Linked DNA regions of Sus scrofa: all the other regions are linked to region 1. Evidence: chromatin contacts called from public HiChIP or PLAC-seq data. All regions are on one chromosome and are shown on one strand. Each heading gives the region's core, a stretch centred on a gene start, on an enhancer-like site or on the middle of the called end of the contact. The rest is flanking DNA. Distances are from core to core; before and after follow the strand shown. Region 1 holds the start of KLHL24 (kelch-like protein 24). Region 2 overlaps KLHL6 (kelch-like protein 6). Region 3 holds the start of KLHL6 (kelch-like protein 6).

Region 1 (3,154 bases), core at 329-2,828:
TCTTACTGACCTAAACACTAAATAATTATTTAACCAGAAAATGGATGATTGGAAGGATGGTGGACAGGGACGACAGCTTCCTTAATAGGAAATAGCCATACATTATACTGGAAGATAAATGTAAATACCAGAATAGCTCAAATAGTTGAAAGTGGCTGCTTCTGGAGAATTAAGAATGAGGAGGGGTGGGAGATGGACGACTGTCATACTACTAGACTTGTAATATTTAACCTTGTAAATACACTTTTTAGAAGGATAATTGTGTACCTATATTAATATAATTTTTTTTTAAATCTATGTGTCAGAGTTCCTGTTGTGGCGCAGCGGAACCAAATCCAACTAGGAACCATGGGATTGCAGGATCCAATCCTGGCCTCACTCAGCAGGTTAAGAATCCGGTGTTGCCCCGAGCTATGGTGTAGGTTGCAGACACGGCTCAGATCCTGCCTTGCTGTGGTTGTGGTGTAGGCTGGCAGCTGTGGCTTCAATTGGACCCCTAGCCTGGGAACCTCCATATGCTGCGGCCCTAAAATAAAAAAACTATGTGTCTATCTCAGCTTCACCACTTAATTGCTGAATGATCAGTGCCAGCTCTTTTATCCTCTCTGTGGCTTAGTTTCTTCATCTGTAAAATGGGATAATAAAACTGCCTTGCCGGGTTATTATGAAGATTAAAGGATATATGTGAAGAGCCTAGCAGTGGGTCTGGAGCTTAGTAGAAGCTCAATAAATGGTAGGCATTTTCATTTCTTAATAACATATGGAAATGAGGGCTAAAAAGCATGTTTAAAAAGCCTGGACACAAGCCTTCTTATATACACCTTTAGCCATTGGAACACATCCTCTTATTTAATAAAGACATGACTATATTCTTAAACTACAGAAGAAGAAGTTATAATTCTGATATCAGAAACGAAAAACTAGTTAAATGTTTCAAAATATGGAGGTGTACTCAGCCTTAAAAAAAATATTTCTGGAGACAAAAAAAAAAAAAAAAAAAAAAAAAAAAGCACAAAATAATGTCCTTTGGGGAATCTGCTTCAGAAAACAGGGATTTGTGACAAGGTTATCTGGTTTGCATGTACGTTTACAATAAAAAGATAACCCGAGGTGATACAGGTGACAGTGACAGATTTAAAAAGAAAAGTGGGTTCGTCTAGCTATCAGGGTTCTTGTCCTTCTCACCTCTCAGGCCCTCAGATCTCCTGACTGCATACCAAAGGATCAAATAAAAAGGTCTCTAAACCTAATCCCAAATTCTAGGGTTCTAAGAATTCTTGGTTACGTGCTTTTGCCTTGGGACGTGGCAATAAACACACGACTCATTTCTCACTGGGCTCCTCGCACAGATGCATTTCCTTAACCTATCTCTACCTAAAACAAAGTGTTTCCGAATCACCGGCTCTTAGACTGTTATCTTCCCACGCCCAGCACCCGACACCCACCCTACAACGGGAACCCCAAGTGGCCCCGGCGGCCACCCCCGGAATGAGAACTACATCTCCCAGGGTGCCCCGAGGCGGGGGAATGCCCACTCGGATAGGCCAGGGGTCCGTGACGCTTAGTGTTTTGGCCCCGACGGTCACATGTTTCCTTTGTTGTGAGCTGCGGGGAGACTGGTGGCTGGAGGAGACGCCGGCGCAGGAGAGAGCGCTGCGCCGCGGGCCGCTAAGGGACCGCTTGGGCCACCTCTGCTGGCCACTGCTGCTGGCCTCTTCCAGCCTTCTTCTTGAGGTACCCGGGGATGACAGCTCCGGGACCGGCCGAAAGGCGAGGAAACGACCAGAGCCGGGGGCGGAGGGGCGGCTGAGGTCACAACCACGGGGATGTCTGCAGGAGGGAAGCCAGCGGCGGCCGGCCTCTGGAGCCAGAGGAGGGGGGACTGAGGAGAGATTGCAGCTGGGGCTACAGGGCTCCTGTCTGGGGCGAGGCGACTCCGAGGCTCTCTTGGGGGGTCTTCAGCCCCGGTTCCGTAACAACACTATGAAAGAAAGGGCACCCCCGCCTCCTGGCACTACCGCCCCGGAACCGCGGCGTTGCTGGCGTGCCCGCCGGGGGCGGATTGGGAGGGGCCTGGTCGCCGGGGCTGGGGGCAGCTGGTGCGGATCTCCCCGCCGCCGGAGGGACTGAGGTAGCTGGCAGTGAGGGCGGGGAGAAGGGTCCCGCAACTTGCCGATGGGCTTCGAACGGACCACTGCTCTTTTTTACTCGAAGGAAGTGCCGAGAATGCGAAGGTATCAGGTCAAGCTTTCCCATTTGGTGGGGGCGACCGTTTGGTCCTGACGGGGAGGACTGACGGGGTCAAGGTGGGTCCCAGCGTAGCGGGCCAGAACAGCCCCGTAAAGAGTTGCGAAATGTGTGCGGCGCTGTCACCTGACCGTTACCCCCGCCCCCACCGTCCTGCGAGCCTTTGTTTACCGCCGCTCGCCGCAGGGCCAGCGCAGAGAACGGAGAACTGGGCCCTGGAGAGACAGTCCCTGGGGAGCCCGGGCGGGCGGGGGAGCGGGCGTTCCGTCGGCTGAGTCCCCGCCTAACCTCCCCACCTTCTCACCACTCCAGGCCTCGGTTTCTTAATTTAGTTCCTAATGGCCCCGCCCCCAGATTCTGGACGCTGGAGGCGAAGGCTGTTAACGCGGCGGGGATTGGGGGCCTGCGGCGGCTAGCGGGCGGGACGACCGGGCGAATTCCGAGCGTTTATTGGAGGGTGCCTTGTCGCTGGGTGGACGTGCCCAGGCACTTCTTCCCCGCCTCCTTGAAGGTGATCTGGAGGACGCGCGGGAGCGCGCGCGCTCGCCTCTCGTGCCGCCGCAGCACTAGAGGAGCGGGTGGCGCGCGCTCCCGCGCTGGAGGACTCGGGCGCGAGGCCCCTCTGTCTGGCCGTCCTTTGCAGCTCTGGGGCCCGCGGAGGACAGCAGCCGCGGCGCGAGATCTGAGGGCCGGAAAATTAGCCCCTTTTGACTTGCATGGCCTTAGCTACCCAGGTGGTGGAAAGAAAGTCCTCAGACGAATTAGTTCTTGCCTGTTCTGTAAACAAGGTTTAAGTAGTTTAAAAAGAGCCGTAACGCCACGTTTTAGAGTGCTTTACAGTCATCCCTGAGGTGGTAACTGTTCAGTTTCAGTGGGTTTTAATAATTAATGACTTATTCTCTTGAAC
Region 2 (3,154 bases), core at 171-2,670, 120 kb before region 1:
CCAGCTGCTATAGAGAAGCTCAAGGGGCAAGAAGCTGGGGCTTCTAGCCAACACACGGCAAGGAAATGACACTGGTCAATAATCCTGTGAGTCAACTTGAAAGTAGATTCCCAGCCCCAGCCAACAGCATGACTACAACAGAAGGACCCTGAGCCAGACCACTCAGCTAAATCACTCCTAGATTCCTGACACCTGTGAGATAATAAATGTTTGTGGGCACAATTTGTTGCACAGCAATTGAAAACTAATAACAGTTATTTAGTTGACAGGATTGGCTGGGTGTTGAGATCTGCCTTGTAACTTGGCACCACAGAACTGCCAAGTGGTGGCACCATAACCAAATTGTAAGTTCAGCTACATTCTGCAAAATATTAACCTCAAAGGTATGACAAATGCCAGTCTGAAGTCAGTGATGTGCATTTGTTGCAGTCACAGGGAAGTGTTTGCCAATGAACTGCATGCAATAATCAGGCTTAACCAGTTTACTTTCATATTGTTTACAATAGAACAAACAGCTGTACCTTACTGATTACTCGTTGTCCACAGAACCTATATGAGAGGACCAAACAGAAGAAACTGCCTCAACTAAGCTGTCCTCAGGGGTGAGCTTCTGTCCCTCTGTCCTCAGAAATGAGCCTCCTAATGCCACACATATCAGAGCAGCCTTTAGATCAAGTTCTTCCTGGAAACTTTGGAGGCATTGAAATGAAGGGGCAACTTGCTCTGCCCCAAAAGACCTCTCCCACTAAAGGTACCAGCTATTACTCCTAAATCAAAGGTAAACTGACATTTGCTTTTAGGGTTCTAAAATTCCCTCTGTCACCACCTCTATAAAGCTTAGAGGAGGGATAAAGTTAAAAGGGAGAGATAATGATAGGACAAGTAGGGTTAAGTTTGGAAAAGGAAGATTAAGAGGAGACATCTGTTCATTACAACAATGGCATCAGGAATAAGGCCAAGATCATACAAGCAGTGATAAGAAAGGGAGTTTCAGGGAATCAACTAGCAATGAGACCCAACTCAGGAATCATAGTGATTGGTTGGTTCAGTTACCTAGATTATAAAATGAGGATGAGAGGAGTTCCCTGGTGGCTCAGTGGATTCAGAATCTGGCATCCATGCTGTGTCTTGGGTCACTGCTGTGGCATGGGTTCAATCCCTGACCTGGGAAATTCTGCATACCACAGGCGTGGCCATAAAAATAAAATAAAATAAAAATAGAATAAAATGAGGATGTGAAAGTGCCCTGAGCAGAATTTGGGGCAATAAGGCAACAAAAAACTAGGACACACTGAAAAGAGAGATATTTAGCCTCAGAGAAAGAAAATGCTTAATTGTGGGAAATAGAGTACCATAAAGGAAGTGAGTGAGAACAGGAACAGTCTTTGTTTGTGGGGGCACTTATCATGTGCCAGACATTGCGCTTGCATATCTCATTCATTATCTTACTTAATTCTCAAAACCATTCCATCAGCTGGTGGGTGTTACCATCCCCATGTTACAAAGACTGAACCTTAGAGCAGCTAAGTAGCTTGCCCAAGGTCACACTGTAGGTAAATTGTGCAATCAAGATTAAAACCCAGACCCACCTGACTGCAAGCCCAATTTCCTGACATTGGGGACTTTTCCAGTTATTAAATTATCTCTCTTCCTAAATCCAAGCTTATAATCCCACTCTCCACCCCACTGCAAATACAAGCTTCAGAGGAGTAATTTTGCACAAGACATAGTAGGGTCATTTTATATAAGTGGAAAGCCTTTATCACCTGCATTTCAGGGAGTTAGAAAATAGGAAGCAGAAACAATAACAGCCAAAATGTTAGAGGTATAGGCGAATAAGACTCCGTACTTTAATTTTTTTTTTTTTTTTTTTTTGTCTTTTGTCTTTTTAGTGCCACACCTACAGCATATGGAGGTTCCCAGGCCAGGGGTTAAATCAGAGCTGCAGCCGCCGGCCTACCCCACAACCACAGCAACTTGGGATCTAAGCCACATTTTGAGCTACAGCTTATGGCAACACCGGATCCCTAACCCGCTGAGCAAGGCCAGGGATCAAACCCACATCCTCATGGATACTAGTCAGGTTTATTAACCACTGAGCCATGATGGGAACTCCAAGACTCTGTACTTTAAATGCTGAACTGAAAGCAGTTGCAGAGACTGACCTTGTCTTCAAGAATATGAGGGCTTTCCCAGTGCTGAGCCACCTGCTGGTGACCCATATAACCAGCATAGGATCCATGTGGTTGGCCAGTCTTCCTCCAACAGTGTACTCATCACCCTGAATTTGCTTAGTGTCTGTCTTCTCTGAAAGACCATAAGTTGGTAAGGCAGAGACTGCTTTGTGGTGCCCAGTGCCATACCTGGCATATAGTTGGTGTTCAGAATTTATTGTGAAGAATGAAAGCATAGCATATTAAAATATTAGAATGTTGTTAAAGTAGAACTTAGAGGGAAATTGATAGCACTGGTGACAATATTAGAAAAAAGAAAAAGATCTCAAATCAATGACCTTCATTTCTACCCTAAGAAACTAGAAAAAGAAGAGAAAATTAAATCCAAAGTAGGCAAAAGAAAGGAAATAATCAAGATTCAAGTAGAAATAAGTGAAATAGGGAGTTCTCGTCATGGCACAGCAGAAATGAATCCGACTAGGAACTATGAGGTTGAGAATTCGATCCCTAGCCTTGCTCCGTGGGTTAAGGATCTGGCATTGCTGTGAGCTGTGGTGTAGGCCGGCAGCTACAGCTCCAATTAGACCCTTAGCCTGGGACCCTCCATATGCCGCAAGTGCGCCCCTAAAAAGCAAAAAAAAAAAAGAAAAACAAAAAAGAAATAAGTGAAATAAAAAATATAAAAACAAACAATAGAGAAAATCAAGTGAAACCAAAAACTGGCTCTTTGAGAAAATCAATAAAATTGATAAACCTCTAATCAAACTGATGAGGAAAGAAAAGAGGGGAAACAAATTACCAATATCTGGAACAAGAGATGTAACATCATCACAGATTCTACAGATATTAAAAAGGATAATAAGGGAATACTGGGAACAACTTTATGCCCATAAATTCAGCAACTTCTATAAAATGGAAAATTCTTTGAAAGACACAAACTACCAAAGTTCACTCTAGAAGAAATAGATAACCTGAATAGC
Region 3 (3,154 bases), core at 459-2,958, 78 kb before region 1:
GTCTGGCACACAGTAGGCTCTACTTCCTCCAAACCCAGATATCCCCTTGTCTCATTTACATGTGGCACCTAGTCAGCCCCACAACATCTTCCTTACCCTGCTCTTTGAATTCCACAGATTTTCCCTTAAGCATCTCAAAAAAGTGAAAAAAAATTAACTACCTTCCATGATATTTACATAAGGAAATAGGTTTTAATCTCTTCGGCCAGAATCAAGAGTTAAGAAGTATCCTAATAAGAATTACAAGGGTATTTTTTTTCAAGTTCCCTGAAGACCTGCATCCATATTTCCCTTGTGAACTGGTTCCCACCATGTCTACATTGATCTGGGGAACACTGGATCCAGCCAAATTCACTGGGTTCCTGGTTCTGCAACATTCCTACCCCAAGCATTTGCTCAATACGTGGTTCTTAGCTGAACTAAGCAGAACGAGGTGAAGAATTTCAACAAAGACATTTTGAGCATCTACTAGATGCTAGACACTACGTGAAGCCTTTTCCCCCTCTCTTATTTAATTATCACAATGATCCTGAGAGATAAGCATCATTGTCCCCATCTTACAGATGTCAAAACAAAATTCAGAGCATTAAGTGACTTGCTTAAAGTCGCAGGATCGGGAAGGGGCAGAGTGGGATGGAGCCCAGATCTCTTGAGTTTCTTGTAACTAGTGGCCTCTCACTTGTAAAGCACTTTGTAACTGCTTCCCTCCCCACCCACTCCCTGTACACAAACAGAAACCCCCAATTTTCAGCAAGCCATTGGATAACTTTAAAAGAGTGGCCACATCCTTTTCTTACCTCTATTGGTGAACAAAGACAACATTATGTTTCCAACACACTAGTCAGATGAGGGGGAAAATCCCCATGATTTCAATAATTTTCCACCCTCTGGAACAAGGACCTATACCCAGAAGTTTCACCGTAATATATAAACATTACTTTTAAAAGATGAAAGCTCTCTTTTAATATGACTGAAATGCTAATCTCTAAGGTTTAGTAGCTTGCTTTTTTGTATCTCGAGTAGACTCACAAACCTAAATAAATATACAAACCATAAATGCAACAGCCAACTAGTTAGATTAAATTCTCATGTCAGTACAGATTTCCCTTCTGACTTGCACCCAGTTTGAGTCTGGTCCTAGGAGTGCTGACCTGAAATAGTTGCTGGCCGCGGCAAGCACCACGCGGTGGCAGGAGAATTCCTGAATGTCCACACACAAGATGACGTCTGTCAGAGCATTTTCCACGCGGAGGGTCTCCAGGCCATTCTGTAGAATTAAGGAAAGTCCAGTGTCGTCAAACTTTACCTTATCTCCATTTAAGATTTCTACCAGGTCTCCCCTTTTCTGGGGGGGGTCATCTGTAGAAGGTGCCAGGGGCCCTTCCAGACTCTTCTCTACCACGTCGCCCATGGTCCAGGTGCCCCTTTGTCCTGCCATCAACATCCAGACTGAAGGAGCACCCAAGTTTCAGGCAGGTCACATTGCAGAAGCTGGGCGGATTTCCTGTGCAGGGCCCTCCACTTATCACCAGCTGTCACACACACATAACAGGAAGTCTCACACTTTCTCATCCTGTTACTACAAACGCCAGTAACTTCTATTCTTCTTTCTGTAATCATCACAAGTTTAGAAATTACTTAGAAGGGTGTGTAGGAAGGGGCTCCAGAGAAAAGGAGTGGCTTCTAGGAGTCCGCTAAGTGTGCTGTGTGGCTATTTTAGTCCGCCTCCCCCCTCATATCCGTGAGCAGGAAGCCCCTGGTTCTGGTTATTGCATTTGTACTCCTGGTGCTTCTGCAACCAAAGGTGTTGGTGATGGGATGAGCAGGGCGCATTCTAAATCCTCCCCCTCCTTCCTCTCAGGAGTCGGAGACCCCACGATGAGCCCCCCCGCTGAGTCCCTTGGGCACCTTGAAACACTCATGTCCCTTGGGCATTCTCATTTCTGTCATCCCTGCCTGTCTTCTCTCTCTGTCTTGGGGGTGGGTGGGAAACAATGCCATGGCGAATATTAAAGTTCCCCTCCCCCACCCCCAAATGTCTATTGTTCTAGATATGCCTCTGGGGGCAGAGAAAAAATGGAAAAATGGTCTCCAGAGACTCTGTGGCCAGGAAGACCAATCAGGGTAGGTCAATACCAAATTGTCCTAGCAAGTCTCAAATTAGCCTGACCTCACCCGGCATCTATTGGTCAGGCATTTAGTGATGGATCACGAAGTATTTTCATTGCCTCTGCAGGTCTCCATTAAATAACTGTTTGGTTATTATTATTATTAAATGCCTGTTATATCCTAGGAAGTTTACAGGAGGTAGTGTAATTTAATCTTTATAACCACCCCCTGGCATTAAAATGACTTTCCTCATTTTATAGCTAAGGAAACTGAAGCTCTGCTCAAGTGAATAGCAGGGCTCAGTTCTTGGCCCCAAAGCCCCTGTTTCTTCCACCGCCACCAGCCTACCAGAGCTGTAATACTGTGTTGACCCTGCCTCTTTGACATCCATGGAGAGAACTGCTTGCCTCCTATGACTGCCCCAGGGCCCAAGGCCTTGCCAGAGTGGCTTCTGCTGCCCACTCCTGCTTTTATTCACCTTCTAGCAGTGGGGAGCCCTGGCAGTCCTCCAGCTCAGCAGGAGCCCAATCCTTTCTCTCTCATGGTCAGTGGTGACTGAAGCCCTCTCCAGCCATCCCATGTCTGCCTCAGCTTTCTCTTCTTCCATGGATACTTACTCCTAAAAGCGCATTCCTTGCTATTTCCCCAACAGTTATTCTTCATCCAGAGCTCTATCAGTCAAGATGCTTTTGGCTTCAGTGACAGAATAGCCCATCAAAAGTCATTCAAACAATAGGGGTCTTATATTATAAGAAGCCAGAAGTGTGGAGTCCTGGGTTGATCCAGAAGCTCAATGATGTCTTCAGGGACACAGGACTTTTTTTTCCATCTTTCATCCTGTTACCCTCAGTAAGGTAGAAATGTACCCTTATGGTCATTTAGTAGCTGCCATAGTACCAAACATCATGTCTTCACAGAACCCTGGTCCAAAATCAGGACAAAAAAGGGCTGGCCACTTTTTCTCCATCGCTCTTCTTACCAGAGAGAAAATTATTCCCTAAAATCCCCATCACATTTTCCCTAGGCCACCTGGCCACCTCAGACC

What was found. HiChIP or PLAC-seq counts read pairs in DNA pulled down with a chosen protein or histone mark.
Region 2: a contact with region 1 is called in an H3K27ac HiChIP or PLAC-seq map of alveolar macrophages. The contact joins the enhancer-like site here to the promoter of KLHL24 in region 1. A contact is called at or near these places in 1 of 5 promoter capture datasets (liver), 5 of 47 Hi-C or Micro-C datasets (liver, psoas muscle and skeletal muscle) and 2 of 2 datasets of contacts at active chromatin or transcription factors (alveolar macrophages and skeletal muscle).
Region 3: a contact with region 1 is called in an H3K27ac HiChIP or PLAC-seq map of skeletal muscle. The contact joins the promoter of KLHL6 here to the promoter of KLHL24 in region 1. A contact is called at or near these places in 1 of 5 promoter capture datasets (liver), 6 of 47 Hi-C or Micro-C datasets (alveolar macrophages, blood, fetal heart ventricle and 3 more) and 2 of 2 datasets of contacts at active chromatin or transcription factors (alveolar macrophages and skeletal muscle).

What each region holds. Positions count from the first base shown.
Region 1 is chr13:121,563,270-121,566,423 of Sscrofa11.1, forward strand. It overlaps KLHL24 (kelch-like protein 24), which reads left to right and starts at 1,579. Exons shown (of 9, transcript XM_003132561.5): 1 at 1,579-1,734.
Region 2 is chr13:121,442,776-121,445,929 of Sscrofa11.1, forward strand. The region is part of intron 4 of KLHL6 (kelch-like protein 6); the gene reads right to left. Among named protein-coding and RNA genes, the nearest start is that of KLHL6, 43 kb to the right of the region's middle. Within about 2 kb of position 1,421, at least 5 of the 83 cell types and tissues checked have an H3K27ac peak or open chromatin away from gene starts, as enhancers often do. A contact at or near this core is called in alveolar macrophages, where this site is marked.
Region 3 is chr13:121,485,552-121,488,705 of Sscrofa11.1, forward strand. KLHL6 (kelch-like protein 6) reads right to left here and starts at 1,709. Exons shown (of 8, transcript XM_021069900.1): 1 at 1,152-1,709. The coding sequence starts at 1,444.